2 separate regions of the Mus musculus genome follow, and region 2 is linked to region 1. Evidence: chromatin contacts called from public Hi-C data. All regions are on one chromosome and are shown on one strand. The core of a region is the stretch at or near the end of the contact, and the rest is flanking DNA. Distances in the headings are between cores, read along the strand shown.

Region 1 (6,425 bases), core at 2,594-5,093:
AGGGAAGTGGTATTGTGGTTTTGACCTAACGCCTTTTAGTAAGGACTCTGGAGATCATATGAATGTTTTCTGTGACCCAAAGGGCTTTTGCCTATCTAAATTACTCCAGTGACCACCTGGTCCTCAAGTTACAGAGGAGAATGCCTTAGGTGGCTGCTAGACTGGATTGACAAGATGGGCTCAGAGATAGTGCAGGAGGAGCAAAAGCCTCTTCAGCAGGCAAGCTTTCTCAAGCCTTCACACTGGGATTTCACGAATGCAGGGTAAACATTTATTCATATATATATATGAATATATGTATATGTATATATGTATATATGTACCATATAGATATACCAGATTATCAAAGACCAATTACAAGGAAATTTTTTCCTGATCATCATTTTAATATTGCAAACCCAACAATACATTAAAATTAAGATGCATTCTGATTATTTATGTGGTTGGAATTTATTATTTAGAGAAAGATCTCATATAGCCAGGCTTCCCTTGAACTTCTGTTTGCACTGGCCAACTGTCTTTATCTCCTTGGTCTGGGGTTACAGGCATGCACAATTATACCTGGTATTGGGAACCAAATTTTGGATTCTTCATAAACTCTGTAGAGTGAATCCTCTCCTTAAATGTGTCTCCCTTAAATCACGGCAGGCCAGTAAGATGACTCAGCTGGGAAAAGCACTCGCTTCCGACCTGACTGCCTGAGTTTGGTCCTAAGGAGCAACAGGAGAGAAGGAGAGATCTGACTCCTGTGAATTCTCCAATCTCCACCCATGGGTGGCATGACATGTTTCACATGCATACACACATATGCACACATAAAATCAATAAATACTATAATTTAATAAAATAAATAATGGAAAACAATACATTATTGGACCATCACCTAATTCTATATAGCAATGTATCTTATAAGGATAGATTAGATAGGTTTGGACATGTTACCAGATGATTCTAAGATAGTAAAAGTCTTATTAAATATTATTTATCACTTATTGAGTAATTACCATGTGCTGAAAATTTTCACATGCATTTTTTAGTTTTCAAAACAACACTATGAGTAAACGTTATTAAATAACTTACCTAAAAATCAGAGAGCCCGTGAGTGGATGCTATACCATCCTGCAAGATCAAATCTAGGCCAATCCAGTTGTGGGGGCAGGAATTCACTGTGCTGCCTTGGCTAGTCTACCTCTGACTGCAGTTACACTTTAACTTGGAAAATATTTGGCCAAAAAATATTTTTTATTAAAAAAATGTTGGTTTTATGTTTATGGCACCAGGTTGTGTTTTGGGACTTGATCTTAGTCAGAGCCTGGCAAATGAATCTTAGCTGAAATTTCTCAGAACAGTAGACAGAGCTTTTTTTTTTTTTAAATTAACTATTTTATTTTATTTTATTTTATTTTATTTTATGTATGAGTGTTTTGTCTGCATGTATGCATGTTCACCACAAGTGTGTGTGGTACCCAGGGAGGTCAGAAGAGGAGATTGGCTACACTGGAACTGGACTTAGTTACGGCTGTTTGTGAACCACCCTCTGGGTGCTGGGAACTGAACCTGGCTTCTTCAAAATAGCACCAAGTGCTCTTAACCACTAAGCCATTTCTCCAGCCTCAGTACGTGGTTTTAAATGTAGATTTGCATGTGCTGGGTGGTCTTTTAATGTACAAACTTGAATATGCTTAAGAATTCAGCTGAAACTGTCCAGCAGGGAAAAACAAACAAACAAACAAACAAAAGACAAACAGATGATCTGAAATAAGGACTTGAAAAAACTTTGAGAAAAAGACAATTTCCCTAGTTCTGAGTGGTTAGTACTATTACCACAATGTCATTATTATTATGGCCTTAAAAATAACCATGATGTTATTTCTGTGTCAGCAATGGAGGAATAAGGCAAGGAGGAAAAGTTTGTCTGTGACAAAAGGGCCTGTCACCTTGTCTTAAAGCAGATTCCCCCAAGCTGAAACATTCCCTGGGGCGAGGTAGAGTGAGGTGGGGGTGGGGAAGACTGGCGTCAACAGAATGTCACTTTGTCTAGGAGGGTAAAAGCCTTCAAGAGTCACAAGGCCACTCCCTTCCCAGCTATAGGAGGAGCAAACCACTTCAGGGGAAGAGATGCTGATCAAGCGACCTAACTGTAGTGATTCCTTGGCTCTGTAGAGCTGTCTGAGTTGTGCAGAGGGCCGGGTGGTGGTGGGTTACAGCCTTCGCGGTTTGTTAACTGTGTTGGGGTCTGCTCTTCAGTTGATGTACCTGTTTTTAAGTCACGGAGCTCCTGTAAACCCTTGCTCATACTCCTACACTAAAACCCATTGGTTTGCCAAGCTGGGCTTTGGTACAGTAGTTATTTGGTCTGCTTTGGTTCCCTTTCTGGGGTTTGTGGGTATGTGTGACAGCTCACCTGGGTCTCTCCTATGTTGTTGGACATTCAACGTTGTCTCCATATGGTTTTACCTGCATACTATGGCGAGAAATCTGCTACCAGCCTGATTGGCCATCAGCCTTGTCTGGCTCATTACACAGTCTAATTGCCCTGGACGCAATGGTGTTTGGGAGAGGGTCATTAGGAGATGAACAAATATGTGGGAAATACTTTTATAATCAGGGCTTTAAAAAAAGAAAAAGGCCAGAGAGCTCCCTTGTCTTCTCTGCCCTGTGCAGACACAGCAAATGAGTGATGGTGAGAGAGGAAGAAAAAGGAGGAAGAAAGGAAGAGGAGGAGGAAGAAGAGGAAGAGGAAAAGGAAGGAGAAGAAGATCATGATGATCAAGATGAAGCAGCAGCAGCTGCAACAGCAAGGGACCTCCTCCCCTCTGCCAGATAAGGTGAACTGGAGAAAGATAAGAGGACAGCTGTCAGTGAGCCCGGAAGCTAGCTTCAGCGGATACGGAGTCTTCTGAAGAACTCCACACCCACCACAACTATGAGGAAGACATTTGTGTTGTTAAGCCATCTCTGGGGTCCTTGGATTTTGTTTCTGCAGTCCAGTGGATCTCGGATTGCTGTCCCACTGTGCCTGGTGTGGGAAACAGGATAATCGGATGCCCCACTTTACAGTGTTACTTGTCCAAGGTCAGATAGCGATTTGGCAGCTAAATCAAGCCCAGAACTGGGTGTTCCTGCCTCCTAACTATGCTAAAATCTCACAAGTATCTTTTTTTGTGCCTCCTTTTTTTTTTCTTTACACTTAAAAATGCAAATGAGAGGGCATCACACAAGCAGCAGATGTTTGTGTCTCTTCCAGTTCACCAGATTCAAACTTGCTCTAATCTAGGTGATTCGGTCCCCTCCCTCAGCTGCACGCATGCTCAAATAAGACCCATGATGGTCTCAACACAGCAACTGGCATGAAAGAATGTAGCAATTTATCAGTAAGCATAATACGTGTAATTTCTGGTTAAGAATCATGACTCTGAAAGAAAAGCCCAGTGAGGTTGAAAACCAAACCCAACCAAAAACAAAAAATGAGGACCAAAATAAGAGTTCATTTGTAAGTCTGGTGTGGTGGCTCACACACTGAATCCCAGCATTCTAGAGGCAGAGGCAGGTGGATCTCCGGGTTCAAGACCATCCTGGTCTACACAGAGAGATCTGGGACAGCCAGGGCTACACAGAGAAACCCCATCGACCAAAGAATGAATGCATAATAGCAGAGAAGGCATTTGAGAACCTGTGGTTTCTTGGTATTTTCAACACTTCTGTACTAAGCCACACAATGCTCACAGGTTAAAGTGTTCTGAACAGAGAGGCGCTGGGAAGCTAGTCATTATTACCAGAAAAGTCAGTGTAGCTGCAGTCCACTACCTTCCTTCCTCCCTACAGGAAACACGATGGAAGATGTGCCCCCTTTGCTGCACTTTGGACACTAGGGGGCTTCTAGTATCAAGAAACAAGCACAGGACATTGCAGAAAATGCCCTACAATCCCAGTGCCTGCATTTATTCAAGCCCTCACCCCTAACGGAAACACAGGAAGGGCTTGACCATCTCTCCTCAGGCAAGTGATGGGACATGTTGGTTTGATTAGGTAAAGGCTCTGACCAGAATATAAATAAATAATAAATAATAAATAATTACAACTAGCTTCTGAGTCACTATCGATTTGTTTAAGGTCCAGACCCTGCATGTTGACTCCTCATAGTATGGCCAGAAGTTAGTTATGACTCTTTAGGAAAAGATATATTGATGTTCTGTCTTTGTGTCATGTGGGCTTCCTATTTTTAATATTTTTAGCTTGAGATATCTAAGATGATATAAGATACAATGCTAAGTAGATGAAAAGCTACTGACTTTAAAGATATATCCTTTGGAATATAGTCATGTGCCTTATTCTATGTGTTTGTGGTGTGTGTGTGTGCACACACACATGCGTGCACACACACACACGTGCACATGTGCATGCATGCCAGAGGTAAATGCTAAGTGTCTTTCTCTACATCTCTAACTTTTTCATACAGGGTCTCTTACTTAACCTGGAACTCATTATCTGGGGCTGAATTATAGCCAGCAAGCTCCAGCAAGCTCCAGCAAGCTCCAGCAAGCTCCAGCAAGCTCCCCGTCTGCATACAGCACCAGGTCCTGGCTCCTTGTGCCTTTTCAGTGGGCACTAGGGATCTGAACTCAGGTCCTCATGCTTGCTCAGTGAGTACTTTACCTACTAAGCCATTGGTTTTTTTACGTAGCAAAGACTAGAGTCTAGTGATGTATTTAAACAAGTTTACTTTGTATTATAATTAATTGACTCATGAATGTATAGGGTGTTTTACTTGCATATACTTCTGTACATCACAGGCATGAGATCCCCTGGGACTGGAGTTACAGGTGGCTGAGCCATCATGCGGGTGCTGAAACAGAACTCATACTCTCTGGAAGAGTAGCCACTGCTCGTAACCACTGGGCCAACCCTCCGGTCTCTATTTGATATGATTTTTAAAAGAACCCTGGTGTGCAGTCAGTTAATGTTTGAGAAAGGCATATTCCACCTATCTCTCATCAGGAGAGGTGTCTCTTTATTTGAGATGTGGCAGGGGAAGAGGTGTTTATGGTCCAGTTGTCTATGCCCTTCTCCTCCAAGGATGAGAGCGAACAACATGGATAAAAATGGGGAAAGCTGAAAATGCCCACAGACTAGAACCAAGACTCGGCTTCCAAGGGCAGCCTGGGCAAGAGGCACAAGACAAAGGGTTCATCTGGGGAGATGAGCCAACCTGGCTACTCACAAAGGCAGCAGCAGACGGAGCTCCCTAATTAGGTGACAGTATGGGGCATTCTGCGGGAAGGGGCCACAGACCCCAGGCACATGCTTCCCTTTCAGGGGGTTGTAACGAAGCTATAAAGGATGGACGTCTCCTTTAAAGTGATCGGCTCCTGTGGACCCGTGAGCAGGAACTCTCTTCCCAGTCTGGAGTCAAGGTGAGTACTTCCTGGAGAGTGAGACAAATCAGACCCACAGCCCAGTGAGAGCTTTCTCCAGGAAACAAATAGCAATGTGGGCACCTCCATCAATAAAGGTAGAAGTAGGAGGCCAAGGTCAGCCTCCTGAGGTTCAGAGAACTTTTCTTGTAGTTAGGCCTTCGGGCGCTTTGAGTCCAAAGTAAGTTCAAGTAGAAAAAGAAATTATGGGTCCCTCTCAGCTCCCTCCTGCTTCCCCTTCCCCTCATTTTCTGCCCCCCCCCCACCTTTCTCTTTCTCTTTGTGTGCTCAAGTGTGTATGCATGCATGCATGTGTGCGTGTGTGAGTGCTTCCTCGTGCCGTTCCGGTGTCTGGCTACATTCGACGCTGTATCCTGCTTCTAACTCTGTTTTTATCCCTTATCTTCTGCACTTGTCACGTTGCCTGCACTCTCTAGCTTTCACCATGCAGAGATATTGATCTTTGGAGATATAACTAGCCAACCGCCATTCCATCTCATTCACCCGTTCACTCTAGTTGGCAAGTCAACTGAGTAGAGCATTTAGGAGACAATCTTTGGCAGTTCAGCTCAATGCCAACTTGGAACATTAGTTTCCTTGTTTTCTCTGTGTCTTACGGGCCCCACTCTGGAGCTCCCAGCAAACTCTCAGCAAAATAAATAAATAAATAAACAAACAAACAAATAAAGGCTAAATGAACATGATCAATCCCACTTGGTCTCTGAAGGAGGGCAGCAAATAATAATAATTTTCTTCATCTGAAATCCGAACAAATTGAAGGGGACAAAGTGACAGGTAGAGCCCAGAGTGCTGTCCATTTCACTGCTGGTGGCTAATTGAAGCCTGTCACCTGGTGAGGGGCAAACACGTCTTTGCCCTGAACCCTGGGCACTGCACGCATGGCCATTCTTCTCCGTCTCTGCAGTGTGATCAGAGCAGGATTCCTGGGTTCAGAGTCTCCTGCTGGTGTGGGAGAGTCACTAGGTACCCGGCTTCTCCTGACCCTTCAGT
Region 2 (5,949 bases), core at 1,057-3,556, 480 kb after region 1:
AACTCTTTAAAGTCAAACTATGGTTGTCCCTAGGGACACTGCAGATGTGGCTTCTGTGCCACATGTATGTCAGTAGGAAGCAGAGAGGAGGGTGGGAGAGTTGGTTCTGGGACCACGGTAGCAGGAGAGCTGGCCCTGCCACTCACTTGTTATAGAGAGCAGGCTCTGCACCTCTTCTGGCCAGCACAGTAGAGCTGGCCCTAAATGTAGGCGCTGTAGGTGAGCTGGTCCTGAGTCAGGAGAACGTGAGAGCTGGAGGGCTGATCAGCTTAAATACCTCTCAGGTCCAGATCTATGAATGAATTGGCCGTTCCCAACATCTACCCCATCCATGAGTGCATGAATGGGGCTGGTCCTACAGATCCAAACCTACAGGATCTCCATGATACAGAGCAACATCAAGATATCCAAGAGGAGTCCCAGTGAGGTTCCAATACTGATAGTGTAGCAGAAGCCGGAAGCCTTGTACCAGTGAAAGGACTCCTTGCAATGACCATTTGCAAGCAAGGAAATGTAAACAAAAGGGTATACCATGAGACACACTCACATACTACAGCTTCCACGAGGAGATTTTTTCTTTTTCTCTGTTGGAGGTTGCAAGGATGGAGGATGGGTACGAGAGGAGGGGGAGACTGGGGAATATGCTGTTCATGAAGAACAAATAAAGGTTCTTTTTTTAAAAATGCAAACTATGATTCTGCATTTAATTCCCAGATTGTCACTTTCATAATCCTCCTCCCAGAAACAGTTGGACTCCCAGCACCCAAGTGTGAGAAAATGCTCGCTGTTTGATTTGGTCTTGAGACAGTCTCTCTATTGCTCTGGCTGACCTGAAACCCACTATGCAGACCCACCTGCCTCTGCTTCCCCAGTCCTGGCATTAAGGTTAAGGGCATGCACCATCACAGCCAGCCATATTCCTATTAAATTTTATTTTAATGTTATTTTTGAGACAGTAGCTGTCCACACAGCCTGGCTATCCTGGAACTCACAATGGAGACCTGGCTGGCCTTAAACTCATAAAGATCCCTTTGCTGCTGCTGCCTCCTGAGTGCTGAGATTGAAGGTGTGAGTCGCCATGCCTGGCTTTACATGGGTTTAAATGTTAACTTTGAAACGGCTGTGCTGGGAAAGAGTTTATAGTAAGGTGGCTGGATAGAACTTTTTGCTTCGCACAGGCGCTTCCTTGATTCTGAGCATACACAGAGTCCTTACAAATGACAGGCTGTGGGGGCAGGGAGGGGGGAGGGCAGCAGACGTCATACTAGGCTTGCTTTGAGGTTAAAAAAGAAAGAGTGGAATCTAATGATAATGTTCTAAGAAGTTTCATTGTGGGACACAGATAGATACACACATGGCCCTGTTTGCTTGTCTAGAAGAAGCTCTGTTCACCTCCCTCCAAAGACAGAGCCTTACTTGATTACCAGTTGCCTGAGGGCAGGGTGAGTGGCCTGGTTTCTAGCCGTTAGTCAGAATGGATGATCAAGAGGACAGTGCTGGTGGGGGCTGTGACTCTCCCTATGTGGGAGACTGAGGCAGGAAGACTGAAAGTTCAAGGCCAGCCAGAGCGAAAGAGCAAGTTCACAGCTAGTCTGGGCTAAACAGTATCAAGCCAAAACCTTAAGAAAGGGTTGTACTGTAGATCAGAGGTAGTGCCACCCACCGTGTATGTGTGAGTCGTAGGTACCATCCCCAGTACTGAACACTGTATTGTGTATATTTTCCTGTGAAGCCATTGCTCCAGTCCTGTTATTCATGGGTTTTAATGTTTTGTTGCTTGTATGCTTAGGAGGGCCACTGATGCTAACATTTATCTTTGCTTTTAATACCAACCAAATGTTGGTCTTTATCAGGAGGTTTGGAGGAAGTCAAGAACTAGAGTTGACTGCCTATTCTCTATGGGAAATTACTTCGAGTATTTGTTCTCAAAATATCATAATATTAAAAAAACAAAATACTGAAAACAAAGACTTACTTTATTTAAAAAACATTTTTTTTTCTTATTGAAAAGATTTTTAAAACGATTACTGTATTTTAAGCCACATATTTAGTAAATAGATACTTTTAAAATTATGAAAAAAAAATACCAGTAAGAGGAGGAAGAAGAGATGGGAGAGAGAGAAAGAATACTGACATTTCCTATTGCAGGAGGCTAGGCTTATCTTGTACTTAATATAACATCTAACTTATAGACAATAGCTTCAATAGAACAATGCACAGCCGAGTGAGATTTGGCATAGACGCATCCTGGTCACAATATATGATAATGTGCCATTCGTTGCTATATTCACTTCCTGAGCTGAAGGCCACAGGGCAGTCAGGCTTGGAAGTGCTCAACCACTAGAAACAGCAAGCCAGTTGAGAACAATTGCTCTGACTATCTTCAGAAGATGAACTGAAAGCTAAGCAGTGGAAGTTCCTATACTGTTGGCAACATGGTCATTCCCAAATTCTGAGGTAGCCAAACATGGAGCTAAGGGTCTGCTGGAGGTAAAACAAAGAAAGGATGATAATGAACCACTCCATCTGATAAGTGGACCCCTGGGCTGACAACGCTTTCTGCCCCTGTGAGTCAGTCCCCTGGGGGACACTTGTGCTATAGATAGGACTCGCTAAGCTCCCCAACAGAAGGGTGCTACAGTGTGTCTCATCTCTTGAAAGACACTGGATGGAGAGGGAAGCAGGCAACAGGCATTTCTCCTTCAGGACCAGTGCAGCTTCCCTTTCTCAGTCAAGATATGGTTGGTATTCACAGGCACCTACTGATAGACAGGCTGGCACTCACAGGCACCCACTGATAGACAGGCTGGCACTCACAGGCACCCACTACTCACTGATAGACAGGCTGGCACTCACAGGCACCCACTACCCACTGATAGACAGGCTGGCACTCACAGGCATCCACTACCCACTGATAGACAGGCTGGCACTCATAGGCACCCACTACCCACTGATAGACAGGCTGGCACTCACAGGCACCCACTCCCCACTGATAGACAGGCTGGCACTCACAGGCACCCACTGATAGACAGGCTGGCACTCACAGGTTGATACCCACTGACATACAGGAATGACCTGAGATGAAGTTTGCTTCCGAGTATCTCCATTCTACCAGGATGGTTCAGCTTGGCCAGGGTGTGGCTGAAGCGTGAGGGGCTTCATGCAGCCTTTGAGGGCTATGTGAAGGCATTCATTTTGGTATAAATGTATTCACTGGGTTTTAGGAAATGGCCATTACTCTGCTGAAGTGTTCCTGTTCTAAACAGAATTTCTAACATACTCTTCTGAAGAGGTTTTTACACAGTGAACGATCAAAGTGACAGAACACAGATAAGGTCCCAGAGGGCAACCTCATAGCACCGGCTCGCTGAACTGGGGGAGGCCAGACAGAGATGTTCTCTTCCTGGATCACTGAAGAGAATGATTGACAGCCATGGCCACCTCCAAGTCAATTTCTGGAGTGACATGTCTAGAGAGATTCCCATTATTTAGAGCAGATTTTAGCCTAATACAATTTCCTGTGGCTGATATAAGCTCCGGATGGTGTCGTGCGGCTGTTCCTCTAAGACTAATCTCATTTGCCATCACTGTTCTAGAAAACGCGCCCAAGAGGCATTCTGGTGGTCCAAAGCATGTTAATAAATATCACTCTCACCCTTCACCATTGGTAAAGCTGTTTCTCACTATGCACGGGTTCAATACTGTAAACATCTAGGCTCAGTTCTTGAGAACCTTGTCGTGTGGCGAATCTAACTCTATGGTGTCTCTTTGCCGGCACGTCTACAACTCTCTTGCTTCACACCAAGGCTGGGTTATCAGTGAGGCCGATTAACGAGAGCCTGGCTGCAAATATATCCCGAAGACGTTAGTCTCTTAAAAATCCGTTTCCAGAATTAATATATTCTTTGGTTTAAGTGAATGTTAAATAAGCAAGTGAGACAAAGGAGGTCTGAGGGGAATGAGAAGCAATTCAGATCCAAACAAATTTTCCTTTTTTTCTAGTCATTCCTTCTATGTTTTCCCATCAGTAAGAGGTGATTCGTGGGTTGAACTAGCCCTGGTCATGACTTCATGTTGTCTTCACGGATTAGACAACTTGTCATTTCCGTGTGTTTGTCACGCTTCGGGCCTACCAATTCAAACAGTTCAGTTATACAAAGAATAAACAAATGATAACAGCACCTTCAAATTTCACACTAACAAAACAGAGTGATAGCTATCTCCTCTCAGACTTCCCAGAGAGTCCTTGAGCACCTTTGAGCACCTCGGAGCTGGTTCATCTTACCCGCTGCCTAATACAAGAAGCACCTCCCCTGCCCGCCCACCAAGGCTCTAAGCATCCTGGATGCCTTCTGGGCAGCAGGAAAGATGTGGCCTGAATTTGTCCTTTGATGCATGCATGGCGCAATAGAGTTCAAATCAAATCAAAATCTTTTAATACAGTCAGGGGCTCTTAGCACCTTTGTCACGGAAAGCTCTCAGTTCTCTGCTGCTGCTCCCAAGCAGTCGGGGGTCCTGCCCCATCTTCTGAGGCACACGGAAGAGAAGGCCATCACACCTCCGAGCTGTCGTTGTAGTGGCTCTGCGGGGACATCATGGGCTCAGTGCTTCCAGAGCCCTTTGGAGTATCCTTGCCCTTAGTGCTCCTGTTCCTGCACATGACGGCCGCAGCCACAGCCAGGCAGACTGTGAGCAAGCCCACCGTGAGGCCTCCCAGGACAGTGACAAGGCTCACTTCAGAGCTGGGACTATTGAGCTCCCAGGGCAGGATGCCGTCAGGAGGAATTCTTCCGTGGGGGACCTGCCTCTTGCCACGGCGGTTCAGGGAGATATGTTGGATGTTTGTTCCCCGGTTGTTCTCAGCACCGATCTCCCCTGCGAGGGAGGGCGTGCTCCTGACTGCTCTCTTCTTCCAGCTCTTGGTGGTTGCCTGCGGTGGTCCGGGATGCACCACTGAGTGATACTGGTACTCCAGGCTCCTCTTGCCAATGCCTCGATGGGTGTTGTCCTTAGACTTTACCGTATAGATTGTGTGTATGTACCACTCTCGGCCCAAGGCAACCTAGGAAACAGAACCCCAGGTTTAGGAAGTTAAATTCAGTGTGCACCCAACTCAAGATTATCTGCAGAAGAAATCTGTGACAGAGGTCATGATAAACGACCATTTTTTCTGTGAATTAATCTACATCACACTCTTATGACAGGTCTGTATAAAGCCAACTCCATAATACACTTGGTGTAGCCCCCCACACTCCATTTTATTTTTTGGTTTGGGGGCTCAATCTCAGGCTCTTATATATGCTAGGCATGTGCTGTGTGGCATATGCCCTCAGAGCATCCTGTATCACTCTTAGGTGACCAGGTACTGTATTTGCAGTCACAGTGAACACTATAGTCCTTTTTCTCTCCCAGTCTATCTAACTAATTGAAAAAGTAAGTTGATGGGACCACACAGTTTGATGTTTTGCTCCGTCTCTTTTACCTGGTTAGTGCTAAAAGCAGAACCAGAGCTCAAACCTTCTGAGCCTTAGCCCATCTGCGTCAAACTTAATTGCATGAAAACCCACAGGGAATGGGAAGTCAGGTTTTTGTTTGTTTCTTTTGTGGGACAGAGTCTCACATATAGCCTTGAGGGGATCTGTGAGTGTTCATTGTGTAGACCTGGTTGACCAAGATCTGTTAGCCTCTTCCTTCTGAGTGCCTGGGGGTGTGTGTGGGGGGGGTGGGGGTTGGTACATGCCAACACACACACACACACACACACACACACACACACACTGGCAAATCAGTTTGTAAGCTTTTCCAGAGCCTGGAAAAGGATTGTTTTTCTTATAATTTGGAGTGGGGGTGAGGGTGGTCGGTATTCAAGATTTGGTGAAGTGAGGAGTTCTGAGAGTTAAGAATAAACATGATAAAACACATGTTTAAAAGGATTCAGAGGAAGAAGCA

What was found. Hi-C and Micro-C count contacts between places; a contact is called where the count stands out from the background.
Region 2: a contact with region 1 is called in a Hi-C map of the G1E-ER4 cell line, with 2.2 times the contacts expected there. The contact joins two enhancer-like sites. A contact is called at or near these places in 3 of 39 promoter capture datasets (the C10 cell line, hippocampal neurons and liver), 1 of 15 datasets of contacts at CTCF or cohesin (large pre-B cells), 16 of 484 Hi-C or Micro-C datasets (the AML12 cell line, the C10 cell line, CD8 T cells and 11 more), 5 of 115 datasets of contacts at active chromatin or transcription factors (astrocytes, embryonic basal ganglia, embryonic hindbrain and 2 more) and 3 of 9 other capture datasets (adipose tissue, embryonic stem cells and liver).

The regions. Positions count from the first base shown.
Region 1 is chr3:53,029,753-53,036,177 of GRCm38.p6, forward strand. No RefSeq gene overlaps it. Among named protein-coding and RNA genes, the nearest start is that of Lhfp, 8.6 kb to the right of the region's middle. Within about 2 kb of position 3,844, at least 26 of the 459 cell types and tissues checked have an H3K27ac peak or open chromatin away from gene starts, as enhancers often do. A contact at or near this core is called in the G1E-ER4 cell line, where this site is marked.
Region 2 is chr3:53,511,980-53,517,928 of GRCm38.p6, forward strand. Frem2 (Fras1 related extracellular matrix protein 2) reads right to left here. Exons shown (of 24, transcript NM_172862.3): 24 at 1,959-5,062. The coding sequence ends at 4,553. It also overlaps the pseudogene Gm23675. Among named protein-coding and RNA genes, the nearest start is that of Stoml3, 26 kb to the left of the region's middle. Within about 2 kb of position 2,307, at least 12 of the 459 cell types and tissues checked have an H3K27ac peak or open chromatin away from gene starts, as enhancers often do. A contact at or near this core is called in the G1E-ER4 cell line, where this site is marked.